Regions from separate parts of the Zea mays genome. Here all the other regions are linked to region 3. A link is a contact called in public Hi-C data. All regions are on one chromosome and are shown on one strand. The core of a region is the stretch at or near the end of the contact, and the rest is flanking DNA. Distances in the headings are between cores, read along the strand shown.

Region 1 (2,700 bases), core at 167-2,666, 270 kb before region 3:
TCTCACAAAATACAAGTGGCAAACATTATACAAACATACACATAGTCAGAAAGTCACAACTCAGGACCTTAAAAAATGAAACTATCCGATTGAAAATACATTGATAACAATTGAACACTAGAAAATAATATCACAAATCAAACTATGGAGCATATAACTAGCCATATAACTCTTATAATACAATAATAAAATCATCATATATTTAAATAAAACACTAGCAAGTCTAATAACATATGACTATAGAATCAAGATGTGTATGATGACATGACACTTGCAATTTTATCATCTCCTACTACTCGACATAGTCAATATAATTGATGTCCTCCTTATCTTTAAAGTTTCCATGCGAATTATAAATATATGTATGAAGAGTAATGATTGATAAGAAACTATAAATAAGAGTCACAATAGTTCAAACAACTCTAAACTATATATCATTAGATAGATCTTGATTTTAGAAAAATAACGAAATCAGTTTCATAATTTTCTAAGTTAAGATGAATTTACAAAGATTAGTTTAGATTTAATATTTTTTCTGAAAAAATACCGATTTCGGAAACGGGCAAAAGAGATCCAAACTATTTCTGTTTTTTTTTACCGATTTCATTTCCGTATTTTCGGTAACGGTTTCCGGTTTCGTATGACCCTAAATTTTGGTAAAGTTTCGAAAAAAAATATTTTAAGAACTGAAAATTAACGTTCCTGTTTTCATCCATACTAATGGCTCTTTACCGCTAAAATGTTGCCCACAATCATTGAGTAGGTTTAGACGTGAGAGCAAACAGTACAACATTACGATTCGCCCTTGCCCAAATTTACATGCCTTTTCCCTACGGAAACAACATAGAATCAAGTTGACGGGGTTACTTACATTGAAGTGGCCAAACTGATGGTAGCTGTAGATTTGGATGTATGTTTTCTATAAATTAGTCAAAATTGAGACAAAATAAACTGCAATTTAAAACTGAGGAAATAGTAAAAAAAAGGTGAAGAAGGGAGGAAGAGGAAATCAGAAGCAAAAAATGGGCAACTTTAGGCCCATTATCTCGATGGTCTCGTCGGAGTCCAGATATGTGATTGACGGATTGGATTGGGCCGTACATCTTGCATGAGAGTTCGCCAAGATTTCATTGTTTAACAAGAAGCGCGTGACAACAAAACCAAGCCTATCTCATCCACTCTTTTTTTCCCTTCCCACAATGGCAAGTGGCAGCTCCTGATTCGCTCTGGCCATTCCTACGTGGCACACACCAGGATTCTTGTGTGATAGGCCACTGGGTCCCACCCACCAGGTGCCACATCAGACGCCAAGCCATCCCGGCAGAACCAATCCCAGCCCAGCAACAGATGGTCTGCTATCCAGTTCCAACTGTATAAAAGCAGCTGCTGTGTTCTGTTAATGGCACAGCCATCACACGCACGCATACACAGCACAGAGTGAGGTAAGCATCCGAAAAAAGCTGTGATCTGATCGACATGGCCGCCGCCACCATGGCTCTCACCTCCCGCGCGCTCGTCGGCAAGCCGGCGACCAGCACCAGGGACGTCTTCGGCGAGGGGCGCATCACCATGCGCAAGACTGCTGGCAAGCCCAAGCCAGCGGCGTCCGGCAGCCCCTGGTACGGGGCCGACCGCGTCCTGTACCTGGGCCCGCTGTCCGGCCAGCCCCCAAGCTACCTGACCGGCGAGTTCCCCGGCGACTACGGCTGGGACACCGCGGGGCTGTCCGCCGACCCGGAGACTTTCGCCAAGAACCGCGAGCTGGAGGTGATCCACTGCCGCTGGGCCATGCTGGGCGCGCTCGGGTGCGTGTTCCCGGAGCTGCTCGCCCGCAACGGCGTCAAGTTCGGCGAGGCCGTGTGGTTCAAGGCCGGGTCCCAGATCTTCAGCGAGGGCGGGCTTGACTACCTCGGCAACCCGAGCCTGATCCACGCGCAGAGCATCCTGGCCATCTGGGCGTGCCAGGTGGTGCTCATGGGCGCCGTCGAGGGGTACCGCATCGCCGGTGGCCCGCTCGGGGAGGTGGTCGACCCGCTGTACCCCGGCGGCAGCTTCGACCCGCTCGGGCTCGCCGACGACCCGGAGGCGTTCGCGGAGCTCAAGGTCAAGGAGATCAAGAACGGCCGCCTCGCCATGTTCTCCATGTTCGGCTTCTTCGTGCAGGCCATCGTCACCGGCAAGGGTCCCGTTGAGAACCTCGCCGACCACCTCGCTGACCCTGTCAACAACAACGCCTGGGCCTACGCTACCAACTTCGTCCCCGGCAAGTGAGCGAGGGCATATACATACTTGTATGCGTGTACCGTAGACATACGTATTCGTATATGTACTGCAGGAGATGTACCAGTATTTGTGAAGAAGGGAGCATGGGCTCAGAGATTGTACCAGTAGTGTACGTATTTGCATGCATGCTTTGGTCCTTGTGGACATTATCAATGAAATATGCTGTAAATTATACATACGTCTTTAATAATGCATACTGTACATGATTTGCTCTGGCAATTAAGTCGGTGTTGTGATGAAGTGCAACAGAGTTCAGTGAGCACGTCCTACATCAAACACCAGGCAGCTGGACAGCAATAACCATGGCACACTGACAGTCTCTCTAGCAATGAATATCTGGTACATATATTTTATTATATACATGTTATATCAAAATTGATATACCTAAATATATAAAAAAAATATTATGTCATAAGA
Region 2 (2,700 bases), core at 52-2,551, 330 kb before region 3:
TTGCAATCAAACTCACTTGTAATTGAGGCAAGAGACACCAATCTTGTGGTGGTCCTTGTGGGAACTTTGTGTTCCAAGTGATTGAGAAGAGAAAGCTCACTCGATCCGTGGATCGTTTGAGAGAGGGAAGGGTTGAAAGAGACCCGGCCTTTGTGGCCTCCTCAACGGGGAGTAGGTTTGCAAGAACCGAACCTCGGTAAAACAAATCTCCGTGTCTCACTTGCTTATTCGCTTGGGATTTGTTTTGCGCCCTCTCTCGTGGACTCATTTCTTTATTACTAACGCTAACCCGGCTTGTAGTTGTGTTTATATTTGTAAATTTCAGTTTCGCCCTACTCACCCCCCTCTAGGCGACTTTCAAGGCTGAAATATTTGTCTTGGATAGATATATTGTAGCGCCATTTCCCAGATCGACATATATGCTTATAATGTGGTATTTGACCACGACTTATATATATGATGCTATTTAATTGAATTTAATAATTTAGTTAGACGTGACTTTTTATAGATATAACATATTGCATATTTCAAATATATATAAATATTGCATATTTCGGACTTCAGTATGCTTTTTGTATATTAGATTGTTTTGCTGTTGATTGTGTGAATACACATACATACCTTAATGTTTATAAATAAACAATAATTATATCAAAAAATAGTGCAGAGTGACGACTGCGCAGCTAACACCAGACCACACATACCTTAATGTTTATAAATAAACAATAATTATATTAAAAAATAGTGCAGAGTGAGCACTCGAACCTCCTCTGCCCCAAAAATTTGGGGCTAACCACTAGATTACACATATCTTAGTGTTTATAAATAAACAGTAATTATATTTGAATAAATATCTCAATATCTATTTATATGATATATAAAAATCGTAGCAAAGAAAAGACAACCGGCTAGTTTCAATTTAAGACACTAGTTTAAAAGCATTGTTAGAGATGCTCTTAGAACCCAACCCAAGCCCGGTTCACCCTGAGCTATCACCCATTTCAATGTCGATAGATTAGCCCATTTTAAACTGGACCACAGAAGCAGCTCAAGCCCAGTCCAATCGAACAAGCCAGAATCTCCCGCCCGCTAACTGACCATGCGGCTCCATTGGTCAGTGTCTCCCCGCCCGCCTCTCCCATCTTCAAAAACCACCCACGGCCCGTCCCCTCGACCTCCCCGAAACCCCACTTCTCGGATCGAGACTAGGGTTAGGGTTTCGTCACTCCCGCCCCGATTCGAACCAATCCGCCTAGGCCCCCGCCGCGCCATGGCCGCCGGTTCCATTGTGGTGGACTTCCCCTCCATGGGCGCCGCCCTCTGCTTCCCCAACCTCGAATCACTCCTCCGAGACTCCGCCTCGGGTTTCCTCTCCGCCGTCTCCGCCGCCCCGGCCCCCGGCGCCGCCGACCTCACCAACTTCCACCGCGTCTTCTCGCGCGTCCTCAGCACCTACTCAGACCCGCCGCTCGAGGTCGTCTGGTTCTTCTCCGCGCTCTCCTTCCACGACCGCCCTGACGACCTCCGCTCACTGCTCCAGCTCCTCTCCGCCTTCGCCGCTTCCTCGCCCGGGGCCGCCAAGCCGCTCGCCCTCCTCGCCCCCGTCGTCTCCGAGCTTTTCCACTCAGATAAGCCGCGCAGGGAGACCGAGGCCGTCGTCGAGGCTGTCCTCAGCTACATCAGCATCTGCAGCAGTCGCCCCGCCCCCTCTTCGACTGAAGGCACCACCGCCGACGCTGTGAGGCTGCTGCCGGCTTTCGGCGATCTTGTCAAGGTGTGGAGCGTGCGGCACTCGAGGGAGAGGTGCCCGTTCCAGGTGCTGTTCCCGCTCGCTGGTGACGAGGCCAGGCGGGAGCTCATGAAGGAAGGCTGCAGCGTTGACTACCTCGCTGGGGTGGTGCTGGTTGAGGCGTTCCTTCTCAGGCTCTGCCTCAAGGTGCAGAATGCAACAGGGGTGCCTCGCTCTGAGCTGCAGAAGGAGCTCAAGATCTGGGCAGTCAGCTCCATCCCGGTCTTCCAGAGCCACCAATTCTTCGGTAAGTGGATCATGGCCAAATTCTTATTCTTCCTTTTAGCATCACTTGTAGTGACTCGAGATTATGTTGGCATCTTTTTGCCCATGGATATAACAGGGGTCCTGCTGAACATGCTCTTGAACTCTCCGCTGCCTGTTTACTCTCTAGTGGTATGTGTTTCCTGACTAATGAGCAATTTGAGAGCATGACACAACAAGCTAGTATTATTATGGATTCACTGCTTATTAACAAAATTATAAGAGTATTAATTAAGCATTCACAAGGCATGTGGTAGTTGTATGGACCATAAAAATATTAACAAACATGGCAAATAGCTTATAAACTCATTTCATGAATTAAGAAACATGAGTCATGATCATGCTTTTTCATTACCTGTTCTGTAAACTAGTTATTTACCTTTGTGAAATAAGAAATGTGCAACTTGTTGCCTTGTTCTTCAACTGTGCTTGGAATCAGGAATCTTTCCTAATTTGTGGAAACTAAAGAGGAGAACAGAACGGTATATGACTATTGTGTATCGCAAAGCTGGTGTTACTATAGCATTTTGCTGTCATCATCTGCAAGGAGCATGATTTAAGATGGAGTTGTGTCTCATCTTTGTGATATGCAAACAGGTTGAAGCCTGAACTGTGGTTTGTCCTAGTATACCCTTTTGTTTCGGATC
Region 3 (2,786 bases), core at 157-2,656:
ACCTCACAATAATATTCTATGCATCACTACGAGGTCGTAGGTTCGAGAACTACCAAATCGGAGTTAAAATGAATTAGTTATGGATTTTCTAAGATTTTGAGGCGCATATGATCTAACACATGGGATAAAAGATATTGCATTTAACTAAGCAGGTATTAAATTGAAATATTTGAGTTAATATTAATCAGTTTAATAATTATTTATAAAAAGTGTAGGTTATAATATAAATTAGATTAACTAGATTGCCTAGCTAATTAACATTTATTTAAACAAACAAATAATTGATTAATTATTTAATTAAAACATGTGGCATGGTTAAAACATTGTTATTACTATGTATGCAAAATTAATATAAACCTAACAATCTTTGAACAAATTTTAACAATTTATTTGACCTATAAGATATCGTATTTTTAATAAATTATGAGGGCTGCACAGAAATAAGTGACATGATAGCTTAGATTAGTTTGTTAAATGTGGAAAATGTTTGTTTATAAAGGCATGACTCAATTGCTGCAAACTTATCTGGATTGTACCTACTATTAAATTTATGTTGCATGACAGTCTTGTATGTAAAAGGGCATGTGGTGGTGGTTATCTATTAGGCGGGAAGTGCAAGCCTATCACGTGGAAAAGACCCATAACCTACCACCAACTTACCTTCCAACTAAGCCCTTCAATCTCACGTTGCTGTTGGACATCTTGTTTGTTTCGCATATTAACAATGAATAAGAGATCCAATCGACGAACCAAAAGCGCGGTGACAAAGCTCTCGCGGAGCCGGTCACGGCGATGTTCCGGGTTGCCCCGGAAGATGAATAGATGGAGAGAAATTCCTTGTCGGAGTTGTAGCTAGAGTTGGGGAGGAACTCAAACTTCGATGAGATGGTCATAGCGGCTTATGAGGCGGCGCTGTTGCGAGGCTATAGAGGAGATAAGTCTATGGTTAATGACTTGAGGTGTTATAGTAGCATGTATTTATATAGACAACGAGGTTGACAGTTACATGACAGATCTAATCTGGTAACCGTAACCTAATCCTATGATAATCCAACTCTGCTTATCTGTTTTGTGGAAAAGAACTGAAGGTGTGCTTCTTTGCGGTTGTTGGTGCTGGTAATATAAACCGGTGGCTGGGGCTTTTCAGCTCGCCTGCAGCTGATGCATTATGCATAGTGTATTCAAACATGGGCACATGGCCTATAATACTAGCGGGAACACAAAGGCCAACTAACTACGACGCGAGAACGGTCTATCAGTTTCAGAGCCCAAGAGTCCAAGACCAGGTGGTACGTTAACCGTTTGTCTGGCCCAGGTGCGGCCCTTTTCCTGAGTGTAATGGCAGGCAGCATTGAGCTGCAACTGCAACAGCTTGGAAGCAGTAAGCACGCATCGCCGCCCCCCATCTCCCCCGCACCGCGCACCTCTATGGCCGCCGGCGAAGGCGGAGGTGGGGACATCGGCGCCGACTCGGAGCGGCGCCTGCAAAAGGCTATGGATAAGCTCTACCACTTCCCCAAGCCCAAGTCGAGTAGCACCGGTGGCTCCAAGCCCTCTTCGTCGACCTCGGCTCCAAGGTTTTGCCCTAATCGTTTTTGCTCTCACCTCTTCTGTGCTTCTCTCTCCCTTATTTATTATGCGATTTGACGTACTCTTGATCTGATCTGATGCGGCAGCTCCGGGAGAGCGGTGGGGAAGGCAGCGGCGGAGGCAGCGAGGAGGTTCGGGGTGGTGCGCGGGTCGCGACTCCCGCATCAGATGTTGGCCATGGCAGCGATCTCGCCGCCACCGCCGTGCCGCCCCTGGGACCGCGCCGACCTCATGCGTCGTCTCGGGTCATTCAAAGCCATGACCTGGTTCGCCAAGCCCAAGGTACATTTTAGGCATGCCTACTTTTTGCTTGCACATGTTTACCCTTATAATGGATCAGTGGCATTCAGGTGGGCACTGGCCATTGGATTTGAGTTAGAATGTTTGGGGGGACTGAATGTAGTTTTTGGTTAAAGCACGTTAAAATGCAATTGAAAGTCTGGTAGCAGCGTGGAGCTAGAGCGAATTTGAGGGGGCTGCGCTTGCCCTGTGAGTGCATAGATTTTTACCATGGTTGTATTGTGTATATGGTGAAAATTTTAGCATAATCACTTTTTTTTGTCCTGTGGGTGTGCCCGCACCCGCTGCTATCTATAGTTCCGCCACTGTCTGGTAGTTCTGGAATTTTGTGGATGCTCGAGTTTGTGATGATGTATTATGCGTATGGTTTAGTTGCGTTCAGGTGAAGTATCTGCGGTTTGTAGTGGTGGTTGATAACTATTTGCTTTCTTCAGGTTATTAGTCCCGTTAACTGTGCAAGAAGAGGATGGACTAACATTGAGCCGGATGTTATAACATGTGAAGCTTGTGGGGCACGACTCCTGTTCTCCACTCCTTCCTCATGGACAACACAGCAAGGTCTGCATTTTATACTATGTTAACCTGTGCATTTCATCTCAAATGATGAGTCTATGATTGAAGACAATATTTTTTGTTATGGTGATGATTTGCGAATGATTATAGAACATCCCAGTTTTATCTGAAAGAGAGCGTATAGGCTATTACCTGCTTGATGTGATATTCCTGTTCATTCTTTATTTTTATTTATTGATGATGATGTGTTTTGTGCAGTTGAAAAGGCTGCTGCTGTTTTCAGCCTGAAGCTGGACTCTGGACATAAACTACTTTGCCCGTGGATTGATAACATATGTGATGAATCACTTGCTTTATTTCCACCAACACCTCCTCCTGTTTTA

What was found. Hi-C and Micro-C count contacts between places; a contact is called where the count stands out from the background.
Region 1: a contact with region 3 is called in a Hi-C map of leaf, with 4 times the contacts expected there. The contact joins the promoter of LOC100274453 here to the promoter of LOC100273822 in region 3. A contact is called at or near these places in 6 of 25 Hi-C or Micro-C datasets (bundle sheath, leaf and tassel) and 1 of 3 datasets of contacts at active chromatin or transcription factors (leaf).
Region 2: a Hi-C map of ear shows a contact between it and region 3, with 2.2 times the contacts expected there. The contact joins the promoter of LOC100304181 here to the promoter of LOC100273822 in region 3. A contact is called at or near these places in 2 of 25 Hi-C or Micro-C datasets (ear and tassel).

Annotation. Positions count from the first base shown.
Region 1 is chr8:145,360,548-145,363,247 of Zm-B73-REFERENCE-NAM-5.0, forward strand. It overlaps LOC100274453 (light harvesting chlorophyll a/b binding protein1), which reads left to right and starts at 1,417. Exons shown (of 1, transcript NM_001148812.1): 1 at 1,417-2,454. The coding sequence starts at 1,477. The coding sequence ends at 2,271.
Region 2 is chr8:145,304,185-145,306,884 of Zm-B73-REFERENCE-NAM-5.0, forward strand. It overlaps LOC100304181, which reads left to right and starts at 1,302. Exons shown (of 5, transcript NM_001165636.1): 1 at 1,302-2,036; 2 at 2,133-2,185. The coding sequence starts at 1,307.
Region 3 is chr8:145,632,889-145,635,674 of Zm-B73-REFERENCE-NAM-5.0, forward strand. It overlaps LOC100273822 (putative C3HC zinc finger-like family protein), which reads left to right and starts at 1,407. Exons shown (of 7, transcript NM_001148221.1): 1 at 1,407-1,577; 2 at 1,677-1,872; 3 at 2,325-2,448; 4 at 2,662-2,786. The coding sequence starts at 1,429.